3 separate regions of the Mus musculus genome follow, and regions 1 and 3 are each linked to region 2. A link is a contact called in public promoter capture Hi-C data. All regions are on one chromosome and are shown on one strand. The core of a region is the stretch at or near the end of the contact, and the rest is flanking DNA. Distances in the headings are between cores, read along the strand shown. Region 1 holds the start of Susd1 (sushi domain containing 1). Region 2 holds the start of Ugcg (UDP-glucose ceramide glucosyltransferase). Region 3 overlaps Susd1 (sushi domain containing 1).

The links. Promoter capture Hi-C pulls out the DNA fragments that hold promoters and counts their contacts.
Region 1: a contact with region 2 is called in a promoter capture Hi-C map of the HPC-7 cell line, with 3 times the contacts expected there. The contact joins the promoter of Susd1 here to the promoter of Ugcg in region 2. A contact is called at or near these places in 5 of 39 promoter capture datasets (the C10 cell line, the HPC-7 cell line, cranial neural crest and 2 more), 3 of 484 Hi-C or Micro-C datasets (cortical neurons and embryonic stem cells), 3 of 115 datasets of contacts at active chromatin or transcription factors (the HPC-7 cell line, double positive thymocytes and embryonic stem cells) and 2 of 9 other capture datasets (adipose tissue and liver).
Region 3: a contact with region 2 is called in a promoter capture Hi-C map of the C10 cell line. The contact joins the enhancer-like site here to the promoter of Ugcg in region 2. A contact is called at or near these places in 4 of 39 promoter capture datasets (the C10 cell line, the HPC-7 cell line, liver and 1 more), 1 of 484 Hi-C or Micro-C datasets (embryonic stem cells), 2 of 115 datasets of contacts at active chromatin or transcription factors (the HPC-7 cell line and memory CD8 T cells) and 2 of 9 other capture datasets (adipose tissue and liver).

What each region holds. Positions count from the first base shown.
Region 1 is chr4:59,435,661-59,440,151 of GRCm38.p6, forward strand. Susd1 (sushi domain containing 1) reads right to left here and starts at 2,973. Exons shown (of 17, transcript NM_001163288.2): 1 at 2,546-2,973. The coding sequence starts at 2,663.
Region 2 is chr4:59,187,384-59,191,557 of GRCm38.p6, forward strand. Ugcg (UDP-glucose ceramide glucosyltransferase) reads left to right here and starts at 2,167. Exons shown (of 9, transcript NM_011673.3): 1 at 2,167-2,358. The coding sequence starts at 2,261.
Region 3 is chr4:59,370,717-59,375,028 of GRCm38.p6, forward strand. The region is part of intron 8 of Susd1 (sushi domain containing 1); the gene reads right to left. Among named protein-coding and RNA genes, the nearest start is that of Susd1, 66 kb to the right of the region's middle. Within about 2 kb of position 2,220, at least 35 of the 459 cell types and tissues checked have an H3K27ac peak or open chromatin away from gene starts, as enhancers often do.

The DNA of each region.
Region 1 (4,491 bases), core at 1,723-4,222, 250 kb after region 2:
TTTTTTTTTTTTTTTTGTAGAACTGGATTCTAAGTTTGTAGGAAACTGTCTACCTAAGGAGAGTCATTCAACAAGGCAGCCCTAACTTCATTTCCCCCAAAACATCTCACACTTTCCAGGTGGCCAGGAGGTGTGGCTCAGTGGTAAAGTGTATGCTTAGATGCAAGGTCCTGAGTTCAATCCACAGCATCTAAAACATCTAAGAAATAAAGTGTAGACAGAGTGACTTCTGGTTATATTCAGCCATCTTAGACCAATAATTCAATGAACTGTACTTGATACTTTGCTAGGCTAGAGTTTTTACACAGATCCTAAAACCGTTTTCAATTATCTATAGGTTTTTATTCACACTGTTATGGGAGACTGTGCTTGCTACTTTTATGTCTACTTGACACAATAAGTTAGAGTCATTTTGGAAAAGGGAACTTCAAGTGAGAAAAACGTTTCCATAGATTGGCCTGTGGCGAGCTTGTGGTGCATCTTCCTGATTGAAGATCGCTGTAGGAGGATCCAGCTCACTGGAGGGTGCTTACCCCTGGGCTGGTACTCTTGGGTGTTGCAAGAAAGCAGGCTGAGCAAGCCATGGAGATTGAGTCAGTAAGCAGCACTCCTCCATTGCTTCTGCTTCAATTCCTGCCTCCATGGTCCTGCCTTGAGTGTTTGCCTTGACTTCTTTCTCTAAAGGACTGTGATCTGAGAATTGTAAGCTAAAATAAACTCTTTCCTCCCCAAATTGTTTCTGGCTGTGCTGTTTTATCACAGTAGAAACCCTAAGACAGAGACCCAAGGGGGAAGGAAGAAAGCCTACTGAAGTACCAGATGTCAGAGGTGGAGGGGAGCCATTCTAGAAAGCTGAGACATCAAATACCCAAAGTAATGGTAAAATTCACTAGGCAACCAATAATCCCTACACTGGGGAGGCAGAGGCAGGGAGATATCTGAGTTCAAGGTCAGCCTGGTCTACAAAGAAAGCCAGAGCTACACAGAGAAACCTTGTCTCAGGAAAAAACCCAAACAACAACAAAGTAGCAGGATAAGAGAATTTGGGAGGGCAGGAATCTGCTCCACTAAGCCCACTCATCTCGTTTCTTTTCCACTTCTAGAGCCTGTTTGGTTTTGCAAATGTTTGTTTTTGAGACAACCCACTCTATGGTCCAGACTAATCCCAAACTCATGGTGCCTCCCTCCTCCGTGTCCCAAATTCTAGGATTAAGCATGAACCACCACCACTCTGGAGCTCAGTGCTTGGCTTTATTAAGGAGATGCCAGAGAGAGACTGGGTGTCCTTGTATGTATGTACTGTTTGCCATCACTCCCTCAGTGTCCTACAATGGCTCCTGGTGGCTTCTCACCAGGAAGGAACAGTTAAACCCAAACACCATGCTCTCTCTGCCAGTCAAGATGAGACTGACTCCCTCTTGCCAAATCCAGTCTGTTTTCTCATCTCTAGCCCCTTCTGTATTCTGCGTCCTGCTTTCCCACGCTATCCCCAGTCTGAAATCCATCCATTACTCTGTTGGGCTTTTCGTTTTGTTTGTTTGATCACAGTGTTTCACACTGTAGATTAAACTACTCTGGAACTCACTATGTAGCTCAGACTGGCCTGGAACTCACGGCAGGCAATCTTTCTACCTATCTCACACATTGGATTCCTTTTTACACACATTTCTAAAGACCTCTTACTATGGAATGGGGCACCCCTCCCCTTTTCCGAAATCCAAGGAACCGCTCAGCTTGTCTCATGCATAATGGCTGCCCAGTAAAACACAGTTGTCCTCTCCTCTGACCAGTACACCTTCTCAGAGCACTTGACACGTTCTGCTATTATGTGGGCAGACTTCGCCTCATTTTCCTGTTTGAATCCTCCGTGTCAGGTAAATCCCACCACGCTCACTGGTCCCAATTTGTCTAAAACACAGACTATTTGCCTGCCTCTCTCCTTGGGACTATGAACCACTAGAACGCCAACATTGCACGGTTACATCTGACCCAGGGAAGATATTAAAGGACTTTCTACGGATGGATGGATGGATGGATGGATGGATGGATGGATGGATGGATGGATGGATACACAAATGCATGGATAAACAGACTAAATAAACGAATGGATGAATGAACTAAAGGATAAACTCTTCCTATAAACTTCCTTATTCTTCTTTACATTCTTAACATTTAGTTCTTCGTGGAAGTGAAAAATAAGGAAAGGGACAGGTGGTGGTGGGAGAGCCACTACAGGTCAGGAATTTGTCCTGCAAAAGCCAGGGAGACTGGAAGCTGTAGAACCAGCGGCTCGCCCTCCCACATCCTCCACGCGGCGCACCGGTCCCCCAAACCCCCACCCGAGTCCAGTCCCCACCCCACCCCCACCCACTCCGGGAGACGCGAGTTGGAGCAGGGCCGCCTCCACTACACACCCCACAGTCCCCGGGGCGGGCAGTCTGGCGTGCTTCTCGCCGCTCCGCCTCCATGATCCTTCCACGCCCCGACTCTGCGCCTCCAGATCCGGAGCGCGAAGCGTCCTGCGCGCCGAGTACCCTGCACTCACCTTCCGTGCCAGGCTCTCCGCTGACGCCGCGGGCTAGGCTGAGCAGCAGCACGAGCCGCAGCAGCCGCTGCAACCCGCATCCTGGAGAGCGGCGCGTGCCCCGGGGACCCCGGCCCATGCCGCTGGCTCCCTCCCGGCGCCCGCCACTCCCCGGAGGCCCCTGTGCAAGGAGATAAGGCCAGAGGCGCGAGGAAGGGGCGGCGCAGAGGCTTCCGGCGCCGGGTTGCGCCGGTCCCGGCGGGGAGCAGGGTCCCAGGTCCCCGGATCTAGGTGCGCCTGGTGCACCGGCTGCGCGCGAGCTGAGCCACGGGGAGAAAGCGGACTGTGCTAGGGGGGAAACATCGCAGTGCAAGTGTGACTTGTGGAGACCAGAGAAGTGCAGTAGCCACAGGAAAGGGTCTCTGACTGGACGGGTCAGAGAGTTGGGAGGTGGTGGCCGCCCGCGCGGAGGGAAAGAAAGGAGAGGAAACTAGTCATGGGCCAGTTCACCCGGGGTGCACATGCTGGAACAGGTGACAAAACAAAAGTTCCAGCTACTTGCTGGACGACGCCCTCCTTGGCACGTTAGGAATCGAACGGGGAGAGACACGTGGTGAGAAAGACATGGAAGACAGGACAACCGTGTATTCTAGAAACCGAGGGACCGTTTTAAGGTGGGGACAAAAGGTTAGAGAAATATATGGCAGAGTTAAAGAACTCTGCTCTGAGAGTAGGGTCAGCATCAGGGCGTGAGGGGATCCGGGAAGGGGCAGGTGATCCTCTGAATTTTGGAGAGAATCAGAAATGGAGTGTTCAGGGACAGAGTCCACCACGTCTTAAGATTAGTGCAATATTAGAGAAAGGACAATATTAGATCAAGGAGAAACTGTGAATGTCGCTTAGATCTATGCTTTGGGTGGACTGTGGTGGGAGACTGGGGAGCAGAGGGTTAACGTGAGTTAGGAATTGGGGTTGAGGGAGGCTGAGGAAGGAAGATCAGTTTTGTCTGTGGGGCCCGCCCAAGTGCAGGGGGCACTCCCCACTTCAGCAGGTACCCTCATTTGCTTTCTCACCGGTGAACTAGCCCTACCTCTAAGGCAGGCAAATACACCCATATAAGGGCTGAACTTGGGCTGCCTTAGGAAGAAACCGTTAAAATAAACTTCCTAGTCTCTTGTAACAAGTTTTCTTGAAGATTATTTCTGTCCAACAAAGAAAGAAGCCTGCTTTGGGAAGTAGTAGAGCACCATGAAAGTGTGAACATGTCTCTAGGTGTTTGGGCAAAACCAGTCTCCAGGAACCCTCACAGGTCATTGCACAAATCCACTGTTCAAGACATTTTTAAAACAACCTTTATCTCTACTTCTCATGCCCTTCTGCAAAATAAATATGTATATATACTTTAAAAAAAAACATGATGCATGAAAAAACAACTATCCAAGACTTGGACATGGGAAGGAAAATTACTGGGTGTCTCTTTCAGCATGCATGGGAGTAAATGCTATCTAACCCACTTTCCGTGGATTATTCAATTCAAAAGTGTACTTTTATGAATGTCCTACTGACTAGGTTTGTTTGTGGCTTTATAAGAGTATACGTTAACTTAAATAACCCCGATGACAATATTATCAATCAGAGCTGTCTGTCTGTCTGTCTGTCTGGGGTCCTTTACCTGAATAGAAAGAAATCCTGAGACCACAATGGCAGTGCATGCCTTTAAGCCCAGCAGTCAGGAGGCAGAAGCAGAAGGATGTGAGTTCCAAGCACCTTGATCTACACTACAAGTTCCAGGATAGCCAGAACTACGTAGGGAGAGCCTGTCTCAAAATAACAAACAAAAAACTCTGAGACAAGCAGAGAGGCTTTTCTGGCTTTGGTGCCCTCTAGGTCATAGGTCTAGAGAGCCTGTGGGCTGGACTAAGGGACGGTGATAACTAGGGGCCTATTGCTTCATGCTTTACAAGCCA
Region 2 (4,174 bases), core at 917-3,416:
GATCTTCCAAACCTGTGCAAAGCAAGATCTACTTGGTACTCACAACCATCTGTAACTCTAGTTCTGGGGAAATCAGATGGGGGAATCAGACGCCCTCTTCTGTTCTCCATGGATACTGCATGTCCGTCCTACCAGGGTCTTTTTGAAAGATTAACAAGTGCTCTAATAGCTGAGCCAGCCATCTTTCCAGCCCCTAGAGCTCTGGTTGGAAAGCCAGGTTTGAGCAGACTAAATTTAACCAGATGAAGTGCAACAAAGTTGATCATTATTCACTTATACCCAGTTACACCAACTTTCTTTGTCCTTTCTGTGTTACCCACCATACTGCATGGAATCCTTTGCTGTAAAGGTCTAGGAAAGATTTGGAAAAAATGAAAAATGCTACAAAATGCTCAAATTGAGAAATTCATATCCTTGACCAAGTTCAAGGAAGTATTGAGAACACACAGCATTGTTTTGTATATGACTAGCAAACACATTTTAAGAAAAAGAAACCTGGCCTATTATTTTTATTTGTAAGATGTCACTGAGTGTGAGATGCATTTCCATTTTGGATTCTTGAAAATAATGGATTATTGAAAATGTGTTAAGAATGCTTTAAAAGTGGGCCTTAGAATTGATTAATCACAATCGTGGCATTTAAAACCCTGTGCTATTATTTCTATGTATGGATTCCATCCTGCTGTAACTCTATTAACCAGTAACTCTCAACAACTGGAAATTAATTTCGAAGCATGGTTCTTTCCCACTGATTTTTCACCAGTAGAACAAAGGACACTGCAAACCTTAAGGATTTTTTTTTTTTCCTTTTTCTTTTTTCGAGACAGAGTTTCTCTGTGTAGCCCTGGCTGTCCTGGAACTCTGTAGACCAGGCTGGCCTCGAACTCAGAAATCTGCCTGTCTCTGCTTCCCAAGTGCTGGGATTAAAGGTGTATGTCACCACTGCCCGTCATTTTTGGATTATTTTTTAAAAGTAACTTGAATAATAAACAGTTTAAACACAGAACAATTGTAAACAATATAGATGTATCCAGGCTGAAGAAACAAATGGAAACATTTACTACTAGCTTCTCCCAGTTGCGACTTAAAGTTAGAATACTCTTGTTTTTCCACCACAGGGATTCATTGAATTTGCCCAGCCTGGCCTGGAACCTGTGTGTTCAAGTTCAGGTAATTCTCCTGCTTCAGTCCCAGAAGTAACTGGGCTACATACAGGCTTCTCACACAGCCTAGCCTTCATTTCCCCATTTTCAGTATCGTGCACATGCATAATTAAACGTTTTAGTAATAGCAACATTTAACAGCTTTTTAAAAATGGAGTAACGTAATTTAACCCAGTATGACTAAAATCTATCATCCCAGCAAATAATACAAGATTTATGAATGAGATGGTTTGTCAGCGGTGTACTGGCAACACTTAACAGCCTAGCACTGCTCGAACTAGCTACATTTCCATAACTCTCTTGGCTACATCTTAGCCAAATTACACTCAGCTGCCCTAGAGAACGCACAATCTTGCGCGAATTCAGCATCAAGCGATTCTTCCAATTCTGAGTTTGGGGATTCCTTAAATAACACAGTCTCTTGGCTCCTCCGGATTTGGCCAAGATAAAGTGTAGAGGCGGCGCGTGCTGCTTAGAGACAGTGCAGGGGGGGGGGGGACCGCGGGCGCGGGCGGCGGCAGCGGTTGGTAGCTGCCGGGCGGCGAGCACGCGGGGGCAGCTCCACCCGTGGGCGCGCGGGCCGGCACCGAGGCGCGAGGGCGCCGCCCCGGGGGCGGGGGCACGGGCACCGGGCTCCAGAGGGCGGGGCAGGGCGGACCGCATCGTGCCGGGATTCGGACGCCGGCAGAGAGCACGGACCAGAACGCAGAGCCGCGGCGAGCGAAAGGGACGACGGCGACGGCGGCGGCGGCGGCGGCGGCGGCGGCGGCGGCAGCGGCAGCCCAAGGGTCTGGACCACGGGAGCCCGAGCGCGCGGCAACGGCCGCCTAGAGCGCGCAGCGCGGTCAGCCTGCGCTCGCAGCACACCAGCGCGCGCACGCTAAGGGGTGCGCGGTGCCGAGCGCGCGCCGAGTGGCCGGGGGCGCGCAGGCCCTGCCCGCCCCTTCCGTCCTCACGCCCGCCGCCCCGCCGGCCCTTCCTCTCCCACCTTCCACTCGCGGCCCGCGCCCCGCACCCGGCGGCCCCCGCGTCCTCCTCCCGCGGCAGCGCTGTCCGCGGCGGCCGGAGCGGGCCGGGCCGGGCCAGCGGGCCGGGGGATGGCGCTGCTGGACCTGGCCCAGGAGGGAATGGCCTTGTTCGGCTTCGTGCTCTTCGTGGTGCTGTGGCTGATGCATTTCATGTCCATCATCTACACGTGAGTTGGAGGGTCGGGGCCTCGGGGACGAGCTGGACTGGCAGGCGTGTGTGCGGTGGAGGGTAGCGTTTTGCGGGGATAGAGAAAGCTGATCCCCAAACGGCCCCCTAAATCGGTCTCCTTGGGGCGGTGCGACGCGGGGTCCTGGAAAGGGAATCGCGCTGGAGTCGCGACCCGACTCCTGGGTTGCAGGCGACTACCGAGCTCTAGGAGAGGAGCCTGCTTCTCTGTCTGGTGGAGGGTTGTCTACTTGGTTTGATTGTGTAGGAGATTCGTGTGATTTTTCTTCCCATCTGGGCGAGGATGTATGGTGTATTGTGAGGTTTTCCGCTCCCTCCGCGCCGGCCACGTCTCTATTATGGAGATGGTCCTTTACACTCTTCCGGGAGCTGATCACCACCACCCCAGGCTTCCCAGTGGATTACCTCCTTCCTAGAAGAGCTATGTGTTTAGCTAGGTGTGTAGCACCTGCCCGCCTTGAAGAAGGTCCGTCTCCGAGCCAGTGTTATAAAGCATCGAGTCCTGTCAGCGTGGCATTTCAGTATCATGTCTTTATTTATCTTTTTTCCAAGTCTTTATGTATTGGCTTGTTTGGAGTTACATCCTTAATCTGTTTTCCACACACATCTCTTCATTTGGCAGGTACCTCCTAAGGCCTACTAGATACCACCTGGAGTTGGGCTGGGGACATAGGTGAGAAAGCAGGACAAAACTCCTGCCCTCATGAAGCTTACATTCTAGAAGGATGAAACATGATAAAAATCTAAATAAGGTTATTCCCTATAAAGCTCATGACTAAAACAGAACAGAGTGAAGGGGCGGAGAGAGACATGACATAGGTGGCTGAGTTTTGATCCATCAATGAAATGTCTTTAAAATGAAGCCTGTTTAAATGTGTAGAGATGAACTCACTTGGCATTTTAGCCTGAAAGAGGAGGGAGGAAATTTATTTTTATTTATTTATTTATTTATTTTAAACTACCAGATAGGGATAGGCTAGAATAGGCTGTATGTTAATGAAAAACAGGGAAGGACGTTAGGCAGTTACTTTTTTTTTCCACTATAGAAAACATGTGCTTTTCTCCGATTGGTGTGCCATTTCCTGACGCCGAGAAAGACAACACCTGTATAAGATAAGCAGACAGGGTTTTGTGGGGTTTTTTTTGAAAGTGAAAGAAAACATACCCCGTTTGGAATTTAGAAATGTAAGCAGTATTCATTTTAACTACATGGGCTCTTTAAAAAGCAATAGTTATTTTATCAGGAATTTAGACAGTACAGAAAGGAATAAAGAAGATAGTTATAACATACTAAAACGTTACCTTGTTAACCATTTTTGCCTACCTTCCCAATTAGGTATATATATATCAGGCAGAAGAGGAGAGAGGAGATTGTACCATGTCATGACTGTTGTTCCATGGCCTGCTTTAAAATCTCCCCTACTGACTAAATGGTGTTTGATAAGCAGTACAGGGCACTGTTCTAGGTGCTAGAAGTTAAGCATGAAGAACCAAACACCCCAAGGCTGTTGCTTGTCGGGAGCTGCCTGCAAAGCAACCTGACTATTGTTTTTCTCCTATCAACAAATGTGTGAGCTCTCTCCATTAGTGTAGGAAGATGCATGGCATTTTGGCTTCTGAGCTTTTAATATTCATTTATTGTTTTTGGTAGGCAATTCAGTTGATTTAAGCAACACTTAAAAAGAAACAGTTATATTTGTATTTCTTAGCTTTTTCCTGTGCTGGGAACCAAACCCAGGGCCTTCTGTATTTTGGGCAAGTGCTTCATCCCTAAGATATATTGCTAGTTCCTGTGA
Region 3 (4,312 bases), core at 970-3,469, 180 kb after region 2:
TGAGATATGGAAATGTTGCCATAAAGCTGTGACCTTTGTAGACAGTCAGCGTGACTTGGATGGGCCATAATAAAATGTCCTGAAGCGTATCTGTGGACAGACACCTTGAGAATGAGGGAAATGGTACATAAAACTCCATGGGTTAGGGCCTCAGGGCGGGTGCTTTCCAACAGAAAATGACTGGAAAATGGATGGAAAGGCTGGAGAGACCGTCTGCTGCTCTCAGAGCAGATAGAGCTCCTCCAGCTGCTTAGAGCTCAGCTAAGGTCATTAACAACCGGGAGGCAGGCTTGTTCCGGCCACTGTATGGAAAAAGTCATCCCCCTGTGGGGGAACATCCCTTCAGTCCTTTATTTTTTTAAATGCTGCCAAAAGAAGGGGTTCAACAGGATGAATTAAGGAACCCCCCTCCAGTCTGGGGTAACAAAGCAATTTCTAAGGAAAAGCAAATGTCCTAACAAATAAACTTTTATCTTTTCTACCAATGAAAAAGGGTGGTTTGTTTGTCTGTCTTTCTTTCTTCCTTTCTTTCTTTTTATAAAAGATTTATTTATTTATTTATTTATTTATTTAATGTAAGTACATCATAGCTGTCTTCAGACATGCCAGAAGAGGAAGTCAGATCTCATTCAGGATGGTTGTGAGCCACCATGTGGTTGCTGGGATTTGAACTCAGGACCCTCTGAAGAGCAGTCGGTGCTCTTAATCGCTGAGCCATCTTTCCAGCCCTTGTTTTTCTTTCTATGATGTTGGTGATGGAACTCAACAAGTTTACAAGTCCCAACCACTCTCCCCTCTGAGCTACATCCAAAGCCCCAAACAAAAGTTCAAACCTCTGTCAGGGAGTCTCTGTTTTACAATCATGTTTAATATGTAAGTCTCCCATACAAATCTGTGTCACCTAACTATTCATGATAATGGAAAATTATTCCACTAAAAATCAGGATTGCCCAAAGCATTTTCAATATCGCTAACATATGTAGCACAAGGCAATTAGCTGAGAAACAATATCCATGAGTATAACGGGAAAATGTGAAAATACGGCTCTAAGAATTCAAAGGCCTGTCATTTCTCCTTTATCTTCACAGTGTTTAAAGTTTTCACAAGGATATGGGGGGCGGTGGGGGGAGTGGCAGCCATAGGATTTTGAGGAACGGCAAATATATCCATGTATGAAATGTACAGAAGAAACAGCACATAATGTCTATGACCGTACCCAGACAGAAGACAAGCAGAGCTGCTGTCTGCGAGTTCCCACTGGAGACAATTTTTGTGTGGTATAGCCATCACAGACTGAGTACAGAGGAAGACAGTGCTGGGAACGAAGGCGTCTGGCTTCTACTTCCTGCACCCACTCCTGACAGAAGTGACTGAGAATAACTAGAAATGGGTCAAAATTTGCATCTGGGTTGGAAGGAAAGGTTGGTTGCCATACACAAGGCAGACACATGAGGACATCTACTTAGCACACTGTAAAAGCGACCAGGCTGTGGGGAGGCTCAGAGCAGCTATCCAGCCTGCCTTCCAAGCAAGGGAACACTGTCTCCAAATTCAAAGGGAGGACTAGAGAACTTGAGCTGTGGAGGAAGCCAGACATCAAAAGACAAGTCTGTAATGATCATCTCTGCAGAGGCACAGTCAGTCCCCAAATCTAACTGCACGTCAGAACCCCACAGACAGCACCTCTAAATGCTGTGTGGACATCTGTGGGGTGTGTTTCAAAGGTCATCCACCCATCTAAGTACTAGCCAGGCCCAGCCTTGCTGAGCTTTGGAGATCACCTGAGATCGGGCACACTTTGGGTGGCGGTGACTTGGCAATTCTGAGAGGCAGCCAAGACAAAAGGTGTATTAGCTACTATTGCTAGCGCCCATAGTCATTCCTTAGCACTCTGGAGATCAGCAACAAGGAAGATAGTCTAAGTGGAGAGCTCAGGACCAGAGAGCTCCCTGCAACAAATCCCTGGGTTGACAGGACAGCTCAACTCTGCTGCTTCAGTAGCCTGGTGCCACCAGGAAGCCAGGCACAGCAGAGCTGGCCCAAGGCCAACAGCTTCACAAGTCAACAGAACAAGCTTCTCAGAAACTAAGGGGAGGTGGGCTTCCCCACCGTTGCTTCTCAAAGAAGGCCGGCCCACACAACCATTGGAGAGTCCTTCCCTGAGAGGTCAGAGGTAAACACATGAATATTCCAATGAAGAGTGAGGCCAGAGGGTGTGACATCCACCTTATGAGGAAGCACCAGTCTAGACAGTCTAGCTCAGAGCTCTGTTTCCCAGGCTAAGTCGGCTAGAAGCCTATGAAATAATCCTTTCACACTAAGGGAAGGAGAGGGAGGCGTGTGTACAGGGACCAGGGGTTTTGTTTGCTGTGTTTTTTTTAAAAAAAGCAATATGATAATAAGATTAAGCAGTTCAAAGTTTGTTACTTTCAATAATTTTTTTTTTGTTTGTTTGTTAGTTTTTCGAGACAGGGTTTCTCTGTGTATCCCTGGCTGTCCTGGAATTCACTCTGTAGACCAGGTAAAAATACACAAAATGAGATTCCCCACACACAGAGGAGAGGAAAGTGCACAACAGAACTTACAGTACATTGTAGACATGCACTCGAGCATACACACACTTCCACACGCACAGACACACACATACAGAGACACACACACACAGACACACACACATAGACACACACACACACACACACACACACATTTACAGTAGGCATGGAACACATTCCCAGGAGGCAGAGGGTAAAGGACATGAGAGAAAGAGCAGGGAGTTGGTTCCACCTAGGTGTATTGGAGGAAAAGAGTGGGGGTGGGGTGGAAGAAGCAACAAACCGAGATGGAGATTTGATGAAGGAAATTATTCCTAAAGTGTGGACAGATCAAAATCCCCCAGGGCCCTAGGAAGACTGATCAAGTGCACAGTGTTTCCATCCCACACACTGAAGCTTCATGAGAGGGTCCCTTCACTGTTGACCTGCAACCAGGTCAGACACTGACGATGTCACCAGACAACACCGTGTGTATGAACAGATGACTAAAGGCATAGCTCTACTGCTGAAGGGAGCTTTTTTGGTATCCACACTGAAACTCAGATTGCCTTATAGGATTAGAAATGGGGCAGGGGAGCTTGCGTCGTGGCTGGATGCTGGAGCCTAAGCTTAGCTTGTGAGAGACCCAAGGTTGACTGTCCAGTGCCTCCTCCCCCTTACCTTCCATTAAGGCATTAAGTCCCAAAGACAACTCGATCTGTTTACAGAATTCTTACATTCAAGATTTAATCTCCACTCAAACCTTTATTCACAGGGAAAGCAACAAAAAACACTCTCAGATAATTGTGGGCTCAGAAAGGACCCCATTTCCACAGTGAGAAAAGATAGAAACCGTCTTCTAGACAGGGAGCAGAAATGTAAGGAGAAACAGAGAAGTGAGCTTAGAAAGACTGGCAGTTAACACTGCACTGATGAAAACCCACACACCTCAGGTTAAATGGTTGCAGAAAACATTGCTACAAGCATCAGGAAACAAAACTAAAGCGCCAGGCCGACCAGGTCAACAGCCCAAGGGAAGGAGAGTAAGAAATACATGGGCGGACAGCTCGGCCTTCCTTCCTCAGAAGCCAACACAGTGAGCTGGTAATCAGAGAGGCACACACCCAAATAGGTTCTTTTAAAGATTCGGCCAACTGTAGAAGAAAACCAAGATCTGTATTGTCTGACTCACTGAAAACAGAAACTTGTGGAACCAATAAAAAGAAAGACACAGGAATGTGACATTAAAAAAAAAAAAAAAAAGAAAATGCTGGAAAGGAATCTACCACCCAGGAAGCAGTAATGGAAGCCTGTTTGCTTATCCACTCAAATACCAGCCTTTCCCCAGGAAGTTTCTATGTGTTCTGACTTCCAGAGCTGTGACGGCAGCCTCATCCAGTCAGCCTGTGAGGATAGCTAACAGTGTGTTACGCCAACACAAAAGCACAAAGAAATTGAGGAAGTCAGTACTGCACCCAAGAAGGTAAAGTAAGGCAAACGACGTGGGGCAGACAGAGCAAGCCATTTGCTGTTAGTGAGAGAATCCATCCATGTGTCAGGAATATTGAAAACCCTGGCATCAAATCATGCAGGAGAAACCAATTAGCCTCGACAGAAGAAAAGGAGAAAAATGGACAGCTACACAACTCAAGTCTCTCTTGATCTAATAACGTGCGGTGAGACAGAGATCACTCTCATCCGAGCATCTGCTGACAGCCTGACCTCCACAAGGTGCCAATAAGTCCTCAAAGTTAAAACGGAATAAGACCAGAAGTAATTAA